Regions from separate parts of the Sus scrofa genome. Here region 2 is linked to region 1. Evidence: chromatin contacts called from public promoter capture Hi-C data. All regions are on one chromosome and are shown on one strand. Each heading gives the region's core, a stretch centred on a gene start, on an enhancer-like site or on the middle of the called end of the contact. The rest is flanking DNA. Distances are from core to core; before and after follow the strand shown.

Region 1 (6,244 bases), core at 1,125-3,624:
TTGAGCAAAAGCCATGTCTAGCACATAATTCGCACTTGATTATCTTTGTAAAGGTCACAGGAATAACTAAATTGCAATGCAAAGGCCACCACCCATTTATGAAAATCAGAAAGGTAGTCCTAGATTCCTGGAGATTTACCTGGCAAACCAAACTTTGGAAAAGACTAATTTCTATATCAAACTGAAACATCAACTATATGCTGGATCCGTGTTTTCTTTACAATTAAAAAAAAAGTTAAGGCTTTAGACTCCTGTCTAATTAAAAAATTAAACTGAGAAAAAAAAACCTGCCTACTCCCTTCTATATACAAAGCACTCTATCAGCCTGAGGTTGGAAGAGCCACACCCTTGGAAGGTGAGTTCATCCTGCACCTCAAGAAAAATAGAAACTGCATTGTGTGTGTTTCCCAAGAGGGCTGTGGTCACAGCCAGAGCCTTGCAGGCCAGATCATGTCCCAGCAAAAGTGCTGATGGAGGTTCTGCCTGCATCCCTCTCCCCTCCGGCAGGGCACTAACCTTCCTAATTCATATGCTGAGGATCGCTAAATAGTCTTTGAATCTATATTATATTAGTCTTTGCAGTGAGATATGATTATCAAAGTCTGTTTAAAACCACACTTATTTTAAGCAGGCCTATGAAGTCCCATACAAGATACTGAACTCCAATGCATTTTAACCTGAAGATAGAAACAGTATTTCAAAGGAATTCCCTTCAAAAACCTAAAAGCCTTGGGGTAACACAAACCCTGTCATGCATGATGTTTGGGTTTTAAGAGAGGGAAAACAGACTTTAAGTAAACTAGGAATCCCATTTACTCCTTATACTTTGCCTCCTTTGGGGGGAAAATTCCTTGTGCGAACTTCCAAATAATTCCACAGTGGATAAAATAAAGCACCAAGCCCCCGGTACTGGGCCCCACAAATAGAGTTTGGTTCGAAGCCCTGGGCCACTTCCGGGGGTGAGGGGCAAGTCAAAAGGTCCTAGCAGAGAAAGGAAGAAAGCAAGGTCCCCTTCTTTGTCGGTTCAACACTGTTAAACTCAGGTGGTAAGGCCCCATTCAGCAGTAGGGGGCTTCAAGCTTCCGATTACGGCTCTTCCTTAAACTACCCCCCGCCCCAACCCCACCCCCACCCCCACACGTCGCGAATCACTATGGACCCCCCAGCTGTTCTTCCCAACCCCCAGGGAGCAGGAGGTGGCCACAGACCAGAGCAAGCTCCTCTCCAGCCACTTCTACTAACAACTTAGGCACTGAGGCTTCCTCCACGCTGGAAAAATAACACTCTGCAACAGATCAAATTTATCAACTCTGCTTCATTTCGCTGGCGTAGAAGCTACGTTTGCTTTTTAGATTTTCAAATCAGATTACAATAAAGTTTTCTAAACAGCAAGGCCGGGTTTCAACCAAAAAGACACTCCCTAATGAGAACTACCCTGAGGCGTTAAACACTGCATAACTGCTGAAATTATCACTGCTAAAACTTTAACCGAAAAGGCTTTTTCAAAGGACGAGCAGCTTTCTCTTAGTTCAAGTTAAACGAATATTATAGCAATATTAGGGAAGGTACGCGTTTTGAATACTTAAATTTTAATGATGAAAAAAGAACCAGAGGAGGCTGAATGGGAAGAAATTTCAGTAGATCTCCAAGAAAAGTATACTTTGTTCATTACGTCTACTCAAACTCTTTTCAAATGGCTGAAATCTTTTTTTTTTTCCTCTGTACCCACAAATCCTACGAAAAAAACATAGTTTGAACAAGGGCTGTTTTCTTCCAGTGTCGAGCCTTGATCACTCAAGGCTTTATTTTGTTCGGGTCGGATGATGAACCTAAACTCTAAAGAGATTTCTGTCGAATCGGCCATGAACCCGACTCTGTTTAGTCCCTTCTCCTGGGGCGGCTTTCGCAGGCCGCGCACTCCTAAGGCGCTGGCGCTTCCCCAGCGGCAGCCAGGAGGACTTCCCGGAGGCGGCGGCACTCACCGTAATCCATGAGACTCTGGCAGCCTTCCTCGTAGGACCCGCTGCCGCCGCCCTCCTGAGAACACTTCCACCACAGCGAGGACGTCTGGACATGGTCGCTTGACTGCAGCCAGCCGCGGCCGGCCAGCGCGATAATGTCGAAGGCAATGGCGCTGAGCAGCAGCAGGGGCAGGATCCACCTGCAGCGCTCGCAGGCCAGGCCGCAGCGCAGCATCTCGACGGTGGTGGCGCGGAGGAGAGGAACGCGCGTGGCTCGGATGCAGGCAGAGAGTGGCCCCGGAGCGCGGGGAGCGCGACAAAAGGGAAGAAGCCGCGGGGAGGCGGCTCCGGGAGGACGCGACTCCCGGCTGGCCGCGGGGGCGCGGCGCCGGCCCCACCTAGATTCCGGTGACTCAGAGCGCGCCGCCCCGACCTGCCCGGCCGGCCCAGGCGCGCGCGGGGGAGGCGGGGCCGGGCTCGGGTTACACCGGGTGGGTGAGTTAACCCTGCCCTGGAGCTGCGGGGAGCTAAGGCCAGCGGCCGCACAGCCTCGTTTTCCCCTTACTTGTGTCCTTTTCCCACCCAACGCTTTTCTTCTCAGCGCTTCAACGTGTACACATTTTAATCTGAGCCATATCAGCTAAACACTTAATCCCAAAAGTGGAATCATGGTCTGATTTTCAACTGTACTGTATTTAAGTTTCGAGCCCTTTGAGATGGGTATTCAAATTGCACCTGGGTCATTGCCGCACTCCTTTTGGATGCGTGTACCGAACCCGGGAGCGGGTCCCTGACCCTCCCCGGCAGAGGTGGGCACTTCCTGCTGGGCTCCACCTTTGTACCTTGTACCTTGGCTGCTTCAGACTCGTAACTGTTTACATCCCCGCCTTCCCTACTGTGTTGCCAGCCCTTTGACAGAAAGACCATGTTTTATTTATCAGCATATTCCTGCTGCCTAGCACCGTGTCTGGGTCTTAAGGAGGACGCAATAAGCACTTTATGCGTGAACACGCTGAAATTAACAAACGGTCATTTTGATCTTGGAAGTGCTTCTTCCCCAGATAAATTCACGTCCTGTCTGCGGCAGTCCCTACCACAGATCTCTACCTATTTAAGCCCACTTCATCTGCCTTTTTCATTTACTACTTTGAGGTTTCTCCAAATAAAAACCATATGTTAGCATGCAGCCCGCACCTAAAGTCCCGCTTGCAGTGTCCTGGCCCTGCTGTTGTCACTGCCATGAATCCTCAGGTGTGGCAGGGTGGGTGGGGTGGCAGCCGGGAGTGGCACTGAGGAAGAAACAAGTTCTCAGTGTCTGCACCACGGCCTTGGGAGAATCATAAAGAACATTCAGTGAGGGTCATATCTTACCTTGTACCTCCAAGGATTTACTCTGAATCACTCACTTTTTCTTTCTTTTTTTTTTATTGCAGATTTAAAATATTAGTTTTAGTGATTCAATACTTTTATAGCTGTTACTCCATTAAAAGTTATTATAAAACATTGGCAATATTCCCTGTGCTGTGCAATGTATGTAGCTTATTTATTTGACACATAGAAGTTTGTGCCTCTTAACTCCTTGCAGGGAGTATGTATCCCTGTCTTGCCCCTCCCTGCTTCCCTCTCCTTAGTGGTAGGTAACCCCTAGTTTGTTCTCTATGTCAGTGAGTCTGTTTCTGTTTTGTTATATTTATTTATTTATTTATGTTAATTTCACATATGTTATAGTATATAATATTTCTCTGCCTTATTTTGCTAAGCATGATAACCTGCAAGTTCATCCAAGTTGTTACAAATGGCAAAATCCATTGCCATTGGTATATATATTGTGTGATATATAGATACATATATATATCGATATATATATATATATCGCATCTTCTTTATCCATTCGTCTATTGTTTCCACATCTTGACTATTGTTAATTATGCTGCTATGAATATTGGGTGCATGTTTCTTTTCAAATTATGTTTTCATTTTCCTTGGATATAGTCCTAGGAGTGGAATTGCTGGATCATATGATAGTTCTATCTTAAGTTTTTTGAAAGGAACATCCAAACCGTTTTCTATAGTGGCTACACCAATCTACATTCTCACCAACAGTGTAGGAAGGTTCCCTTTTCTCCACATCCTTGCCAACATTTGTTATTTGTGGTCTTTTTGATGATAGCCCTTCTGACAGGTATGAGGAAATATTTCTTTGTGGGTTTGATTTGTGTTTCTCAAATGTATCTCTTCCTTTTCCCGTTAATTTAATAGGAAAGACGTGGGAGGAATTCCCTTCATGGCTCAATGATAAACAAACCCGACTGGGAACCATGAGGATGCCATTCAATCCCTGGCCTGCTCAGTGGGTTAAGGATCTGTCGTTGCTGTGGCTGTGGTGTAGGCCAGCAGCTACAGCTCAGATTTGACCCCTAGCCTGGGAACTTCCACATGCAGCGGGTGCGGCCTTAAAAAAAAAAAAGGAAAGAAGTGGGAAATACTTAGCAGTGTTTAAAATTTAGTCCCCTGTATTTCAGTTTGGTATTCTTAACAGAAACAGAATACTATTTTGGGTCTGAAGCCACTAGAAGTAATTTCCCCAGCTTTCATTTTACATAAACCAAATTTGCATATTTCTATTAAGGGCAAATATTTTCACTTTCAAAATAGCACAAGAGAGTAGTCTGCTGAGAGTTAACTGCACATGGTGTAGACTGTGTAAAGAAAATACTCTCGAGGTTTTCAAAAGTAGTGAAAAATATTTAATTAGCTGTATAATATTTGAGAGGAAAAATCAAATTCTTACAAATTAAAGTGCTGATCTTGGGCAAAACGGTTTCAGACAAATTGAGAGTTTCAGGGGTGTCACTATCTCTGAATAATTTAGGAGTAGATATAACTTCTTTCTCTTGTTTCAGTAGAGTTGAGGAAGAGAGCTCATTAATGCTGAAGTAAAAGCAAAGAAAGTAGCTCTTCAGAATTTCTGGAAGAGACCCAAACCAACCTTGGCTGAGTTCCTCGCACATGATTCCCCACCAATGGAACCAGATAGCTCTGCTTCACATCTTTCACACTGGCCGGGTGACCTTGGGCCCCTTAACTTCTTTATGCCTCACTTTCCTCATCTATAAAATGGATAGTGCTCGCCCCACTATGTTGTAATGAGTATTAAGGGCTAATGCACGTAAAATGCTCAGGATAATGCCTGCAGAGATAAAGCCACAAAAAAAGCGTCATCGAGGATGAGGAAGGTTTTCACATACGTTTTCCACTTTAATAAGATTGAAAGTGGGACTTTTCCTGTTCATGAGGAGTAAATTCTACGAATATTAAACATAAATCATGAAATTATCTTTGACAATGCATTCATTCTAGCCTTGCAGATGAAATGATGGATTATATGGATAGTAGATGGTTAAATAGTTCCCCCTACTGGATAACAGATGGATTGCAGAACATGCACCAAAATAAATTGTACCTGAAAAAAAGTTTTTATTTTTATAAATTTGGGGGGTTTAGGGTTATAAAAGCAACGACTATGACAGACAAAAATATATAAATGTATCATTTTAAAATAAGTTTTATGGAGTTCCCACTTGGTGCATGGGTTAATGATCTTGTCTCCGTGGAGGTGCTGGTTAGAAGCCCAGACTGGTGCAGTGGGTTAAAGATCTGGCATTGCCGCAGCTGTGGGGTAGGTCGCAACTCTGGCTCAGATCTAGTACCTGACCTGGGAACTTCAGATGTAGTGGTTGCAGCTGAAAAAGGAAAAAATAAAATAAAATTTAAAAGTAAATAAAGTAAAAAGTTTTACTTGGTTTATCCTCCTGTCCAAGAAAAGTCATAGTAATGATAATAGTAACAGCTAACTCCCATATGCTGGCAGTTTGCTATGTGCCAGTAAGTGTTCTCCATCTGCCTTATGAGTGTACCCTATCACCTTCATGCCCATGAGAACACTGGGGCACAGAGAAGTTAGATAGCTTTTCAGGACCGCCTCCCCCTGAGTGCACACTCCACCCTAAGCAGTTTGACACCAGAGACAGTTATGCTTACCATAGCCACTCATGAGCGTTTGGGAGATATTCCTCCAGAAGTTTCCTTCTTTCTCTGCTTTCTCTGTGCTCACAAACACCCAAGCCATTGCCAGTTCTCTTGCAAGCTGTAATGAAATGACCTCCAAGTAAGCTGCCATGTTCTCACTAATAAACTGAACTGACAGCAGCACATGAAAAGGGGTGATACAAAATCAAGTAGTCTGAGTTCTCACTGTTGCCAACTCTGTATTCCCCCCTGCT
Region 2 (6,244 bases), core at 2,544-5,043, 85 kb before region 1:
CTTTTGAAACTCACACCCCCCTCTAGCTCTTATCCCATTTGTCCACCTTTTTTTCTGTAGCAAAATGCCTTAAAGAGTTTTTTTTAGCACTTTGCGATCTCTACTTCTTGTCTTCCCATCCTCTCTTGAACCCACTCCAACCAGGTTCCTGCCTGATCATTCTGCAGCAACAGTTCTGGTCAAGGTCAGCAAGCTGCACGTGGTTCAGCTCCACGGTCACTCCACAGGCTTTGCGTCTGATCTATCAGTAGTATCCACTGTTTCTCTCTGCCTTTCTGACACACTACCTTCACTTGGCTTGTAGGGCATGACTTCCTCTTGGTTTTCCTCTGAACTCATTGGCTTCTTCTTCTTCTTCTTCTTGTCCACTGAGCCTCATTCTCACCTGACCCCTGATGGCAGAGTGTCCCAGACTACAGTCTTCTCACCTTTTTCAGGCTCAGACTACATTCACTGCCTAAGTGAACGTAGCTTTCAATGTTACTACATGCTGGCAACTCCCATACTGACATCTCTAACCAGATCTCTATCCCGAGTTCCAGGATCCTAACTCTATCTGTTGGACATCTCTGATAATCTGTAGATCACAGTGGTTCTGTGTTTAGCCTCCAGAATCTACTTGTGATGGAAACTCAGCTCTTCCATTGAGCGGTGCAGAAAGGTGTTGACCTGTCAAGTGTGACTGCTGGTTCTTCGAAAGCCTTCCTTGCAAGGCTGGTCCTTGGTTGGCATCTGGAAAGCTGAGTTTCAAGAGCGTTTGCTCCATTTCCCAAACTGATCATAGTGCCTCCCTGTGCCTAAACTAGACAAAAACACAGTTTATGCTGAATACCTGCTCTCCTTCTGGGAGTCTGTAATTTTGATACACGCTGGGCAAAGGTGGCCTGTGTAACCAACCTCCAATAAAAACCTAAGCATTGCATTGCTAATGAGCTTCCCCAGGAGACACTTTTCAAAGGCATTGTCCCCACTCACTGCTGGGGAAATTAAATGCAGCCTGGGTCACTACGCTGTGAGAGGACTCTTGGAAGCTTATGCCTGGTTTCCCCTCCACTTAGTTTCAAGTTCCTTTTCCCTTTGCTCATTAAGCTTGCTTTCTTTTCACACTGATAAATCACCACCAGGAGTATGACCATATTGCAGAGTCCCTCAAGTTGTCCTAGCAAATCACTCAAATGGGGGGAGGCCTCAGGGATGCCGAAACACATATATCTCTGAACAAGTCACTTCATCTTTCTGTGCTTGGACTTCCTCATCTGTAACGTAGGAATAATAATGCATCCAACCCATAGGGATGTTGTGAGGATTAAATGAGTTAATACACATAACAGACTTAGAACAGCACCTGGCTCATGGTAAACACCCAATAAATACTATGTCCACATTATACTCTTGTCATGTCTCAAACATTTAAGTTACTCAGGACTCCATATTTAAATACATTCAGCCATCTGGAATCATTCAATTCTGTAAGCCATGCATTGGTTTACCTATAGAGGAAAAAAAATGAAAGTTTATCTGTCAAATTTTTTCTTCAATAGTCACATAAATATATATGACAAATTCAATCTATTACAATATAATTGCAAGATATTTATTGACTGATCCATTCAACACTTTTATGCTATAGGGCATTGTGCTATGGACAAGCTCAGAGATCCTTGTTTAAAAGGTTACACTTTTGCAATAGAGTTTTCAATTTCTCTTACTATGCATTTGTGAAGGATGCTCTATGCAAAGCTCTATAAAGGTACAATGTTGCTAAGAAGCTAGTATTTCAGACAGTGACCTTCACTGACCTTGCCACTTTGTAATAGAGCAACAGAGGTGCTTCCCATCAGACACAACACAGCTTTCTCTGGACTTCAGGAAATTCTAGACAGGACTTCTAGCTCATCCCTCTCCCCCCCCCCCAAACACACACACACACACACACACACACACACACCACACACAAACCGGAGCAGTGAGACCCATGAATCCTGATTAAGTGTGCCCTGGTGCTCCCCGCATTATCTTTCCTTCTTTAGGGCCCTCTCATCTTCTTGGCCAGGACCACACATGACACAGTCTACATGGTTCATCTCCCTTCTGTATGAGAAACATCTAAGAGAGTTTACTCTGTGATTCCACTCTCCTTGACACGCTTCTGGGATTGGGGGAGCAGACTCATACAGCGCAGCCAGAGTTCAAAAGGGAATCTCCAGGGAAGCCCTGTGAAAATGGTCATTTGTTCAGGCTTCTCCAATAGGGAATCCCAGTCTATGACGTTCACTTTACTCTCGCTTCGCTCTTTCTCTTCCCCATGTTAGACAGGTGGCTGGGTGCCAGGAACCTGGGCTCTCAAATCAGTCTGTGCCAGAACATCTCAGTTCTGATTATGATCAATAGGGGGCGCCGGGGAGGTAAGGAAAGGAAGGCACGTGGCAATCTGTGGACCACCTTGTTTGTAGAACATGAGAGTTATCTTTATTTTTTATATTTATTTATTTGCTTTTCAGGGCCACACCTGCAGCACATGAACGTTCCCAGGCTAGGGGTCCAATCAGAGCTGCAGCTGCTGGCCTAGGCCACAGCCACAGCAATGCAGGATCTGAGCCACGTTTTCAACCTACACCACGGCTCACAGCAACACGGGATCCTTAACCTGCTGAGCGAGGCCAGGGATAGAACCTGCAATCTCATGGTTTCTAGGTGGATTCATTTATGCTGCGCCATGACCGGAACTCCCTATCTTTACTTTTTTAAATTTTATTGGAGAATAGTTGACTTCCACTGTCATATTAATTTCAGGTGAACAGCAGATATGCATACATTCCATCTTTTTTCCCACATAGATTTTTACAGAATACTGAGTCGATTTCCCTGTGCTATAAGGTAGGTCCTTGTTAGTTATCTATTTTATGCATAGTAGTGTGTACAGTTAATTCCATTCCCCCTAATTTACCCCCCCCCACTACATTTTCCCTTTTGGTAACCATAAACTGGATTTTGAAATCTGTGGGTTTGTTTCTGTTTTATAAGTTATTTGTGTCATTTTTATTAGACTCCACACAAAAGTGATCTCATGATACTTGCCTTCGTCTGATCTACTTCACTTAGTATGATAATCTCCAGGTCCATCCACATTGCAGCAAATATATTATTTCATTCTTGTTATGCCTGAGTAATATTCCATTGTATATATGTGCCGCTTCTTTATCTGTTCCTCTGTGAATGGACATTTAGGTTGATTCCATGAGAATTATTTTGAGAAGGACAATTATTTTGAGACGTAAGATGCCACTGAGGTTTGAGTTTAGAATTTGGTATTTTGAGTAATGACTTGTCTTTGTCAACAAGTTCATATTGATCCTAGCGGTGCCTGATTCCTAGCCTCCCCTACCTCCAACTATGTGCAGTATAGCAGCCAATGCTGCTACATTTAAAAATGTAACTCCCACGTGTCACAACTATGCCCAGACACTTGCAATGGCTCCCATCTTGTTCTGAGTAAAAGCCAGAGGCTTTGGGTGGCCTACAGTCCCTGAACGACCTGCCTCTCCTTTCTTCTCCGATCTCATCTCCCTTTGCTCGCTCTGCCACAGCCCATGCTGTTCCTCAAACACACACCAGGCCCATTCCTGCCTCAGCTTTGGTTCTGGCTCCTCACTCCTCCTGAGTCTCCATCCTCAAAACAAACATGGCAGCTCCCTCACTTCTGTGCTCAGCCCCTGACACCTCTAATACACTTCCCTCTGCTTATTTTTCTGAACAGCCCTTATCACCACCAGACACCTGCTTGTGGTCATGCTTCCCCACTCTCGTGTCAGACCCAGAAGGGGTGGGACTTTACCTGCTTTATTTATGTAGTCCCTAGTACCTAGAACTGTGCAGGGTCCATGACAAATGCTCGGGAAGTTTTTACTCTGCGAATGAATAAACAAAGACACAATTTAATTCCTGTGCCCCAGTGTCTTCTTAGTTGCAAATTGTTTTCTAAGGTTTGGTATCCAAAGCAGGAGAAGAAACAAGTCAATGAAAAGACTTGAGGAAAATAGACATTCCTTGAGAATGGCTTTGCACACAGAAACTTAAGTAGCTTTTAAGACAGAGTTGGTAACTGAGAGTATTGAAGGATCCTGAAATTACCCTATGGGTGAGACGGCAAATCTGGCATGATCTTGCTCTCCATAGATGCTGGATGCTGATGCCAGAAATTCTGAGTGCTCACATTTTTCAGGTAAGGCAGTCCCTCCTAGAAAATCCTGCTTACATTTTAGTTCAAGTCAAGGGTTCATATAAGTAGCACAGACTTTGAATAGTTTCTCCCACTGTTCCCACATTTGTCAGATAAAGTTCCCCAAGTTTTCTTTCAAAAATAAGCTCGTCATGACTGTAACGTGAACATGATTTTGAGGGTAGGTTTTGTCAGCACTTAATACTGTGCATTCTATGGGTTTTGGCAAATGTATAATGATGTATATCCACCATTATGGAATCAAATAGAGTAAGTTTCCTGCCCTAAAATATCTTCTGTGTCCTGCCTTTCATTCCACCCTCCCCCTGCCTCCTGGCAACTACTGACTTTTTTTTTTTTTTTTTTTTTTTTTACTGTTTCCTTAGTTTTGTCATTTACAGGATGTCACACAGTCAGAATCACACAGCATAGAACACTTTCAGACTGGTTTCTTTCACTTAGGAATATACATCTAAAGTTCCTCCATGTCTTTTCACGGCTTGATAGCCCATTTCTTTTTTAGTACTGAAGTCTGCTGCCTTAATGTGTCACCAGGATTATTTATTCATTCACCTCTTGAAGAAGGTCTTGGTCCAAATTTTGACCATCATGAACAAAGCAGCTAAAAACATCCTTATGCAGGTTTTTTGGGGGTGATAAATTTACAACTCATTTGGAATTGCCATTGCTGAGTTTTATGGAATGTCCCTCTTTTTTAAAGAAAAAAAACAAGTTGCACTCCAACTTCCCAGAGCTGGGCATTTATGGTCAAATTTAGATATATCTTCAAACTAATATATACATAATTACAGTATGGATGAGTGAGAACTATCTTTCTCACTTTAAGTGTTTCTTCAGTTTAGCCTTATAATAGAAATTATAGTTAATATAATAATCATAAATATCCTTAACATTCTTCCTTTTTTATAATAGCTGATCTCAGCTGCTAAATTTTGAATTGTCACTACCAACTGAGCCTTCAGTATATCTTCTAGATTTATATTTTAATGTTTACAGTGGTTACCAAGGCAGTAACAATGCAGAAGTTTCTTCTAGACATCAAGAAAAGATTCCCACACACTTAATATCCTATCAATTCCACTACACTTAATGTACTATCAATTATATTTGCCATGTCCTGATTCTTGGAAAATTTGTATGCCATGTGTGTTTGACATTTTTATTAATCAGTGTATTTAATATTTAATCAGTATTTTTAATAATCAAAATATTGATTTTTGTATCACATTGGAAAATCATGTTTAATGCCTAGAAGGAATAATAAAGTTGAAGTTGATGACATTATTATGTCATATATAGTGGTGAGTTCCACTTTCTCTCAACAAAGGAGGCTCAGGAATTTCCAAGTTTTAAAGCAGAGTGCATCTGTAATGGTCACTCCAATTACAGACTCTCATTTGTTTTGTGTCCTCTGCCTGGCGCAAGACTGCCTCCAGGTGGCGCCAGAGTACAGGTGATGGCTACCAACGTTCGCAGCAAGTGGAATCAAAAATTTGAGTTTTGCTAACATAAAGGAGCCGCTGTGTGTAAGGCGCAGTACCCTGCATAGAGATGAAAATAATGGTTTGTTCATCTCTGCATTATTTTCATCATCTTTAAACTTTTCATTTTAGTTATGCAATATTTTATATACTCAAAACTTTCAGTAAGTTTTAAGAGTAACAATTATGACTTCTGATTTTTTTCCTGACAATACCTTCTGTCAGTATCAGCTCTTCACACACATGTGGCTTAGAGTCCTGGCTAAAATATAAATTCTTGTGGTCGGCTTCCATTCCTCTTTGTAGATTTCCCCAGCTTCTAGCTAAATATAGTAAGTGCCCAAGAAATCCCTGATTAACTTTAAATGATGCTGAGAAGTAACAGTGTTTTAAACTGAAAAGCCAGAGGTTTCGTGGTTATTGAGACTTTAGCACAGTGAAATACAGAGGAGAGGTTCCTTCATGAATTTGAAATGTGTAGAAGGGATTGTCTAACTGAAAATACCCTTGATGCCATGGTGGT

Evidence for each region. Promoter capture Hi-C pulls out the DNA fragments that hold promoters and counts their contacts.
Region 2: a promoter capture Hi-C map of fetal liver shows a contact between it and region 1, with 3 times the contacts expected there. The contact joins the enhancer-like site here to the promoter of PERP in region 1. A contact is called at or near these places in 2 of 5 promoter capture datasets (fetal liver and liver), 29 of 47 Hi-C or Micro-C datasets (adipose tissue, alveolar macrophages, blood and 15 more) and 2 of 2 datasets of contacts at active chromatin or transcription factors (alveolar macrophages and skeletal muscle).

Annotation. Positions count from the first base shown.
Region 1 is chr1:26,297,384-26,303,627 of Sscrofa11.1, reverse strand. It overlaps PERP (PERP, TP53 apoptosis effector), which reads right to left and starts at 2,374. Exons shown (of 3, transcript NM_001244825.1): 1 at 1,983-2,374. The coding sequence starts at 2,196.
Region 2 is chr1:26,384,055-26,390,298 of Sscrofa11.1, reverse strand. No RefSeq gene overlaps it. Among named protein-coding and RNA genes, the nearest start is that of PERP, 86 kb to the right of the region's middle. Within about 2 kb of position 3,793, at least 1 of the 83 cell types and tissues checked has an H3K27ac peak or open chromatin away from gene starts, as enhancers often do. A contact at or near this core is called in fetal liver, where this site is marked.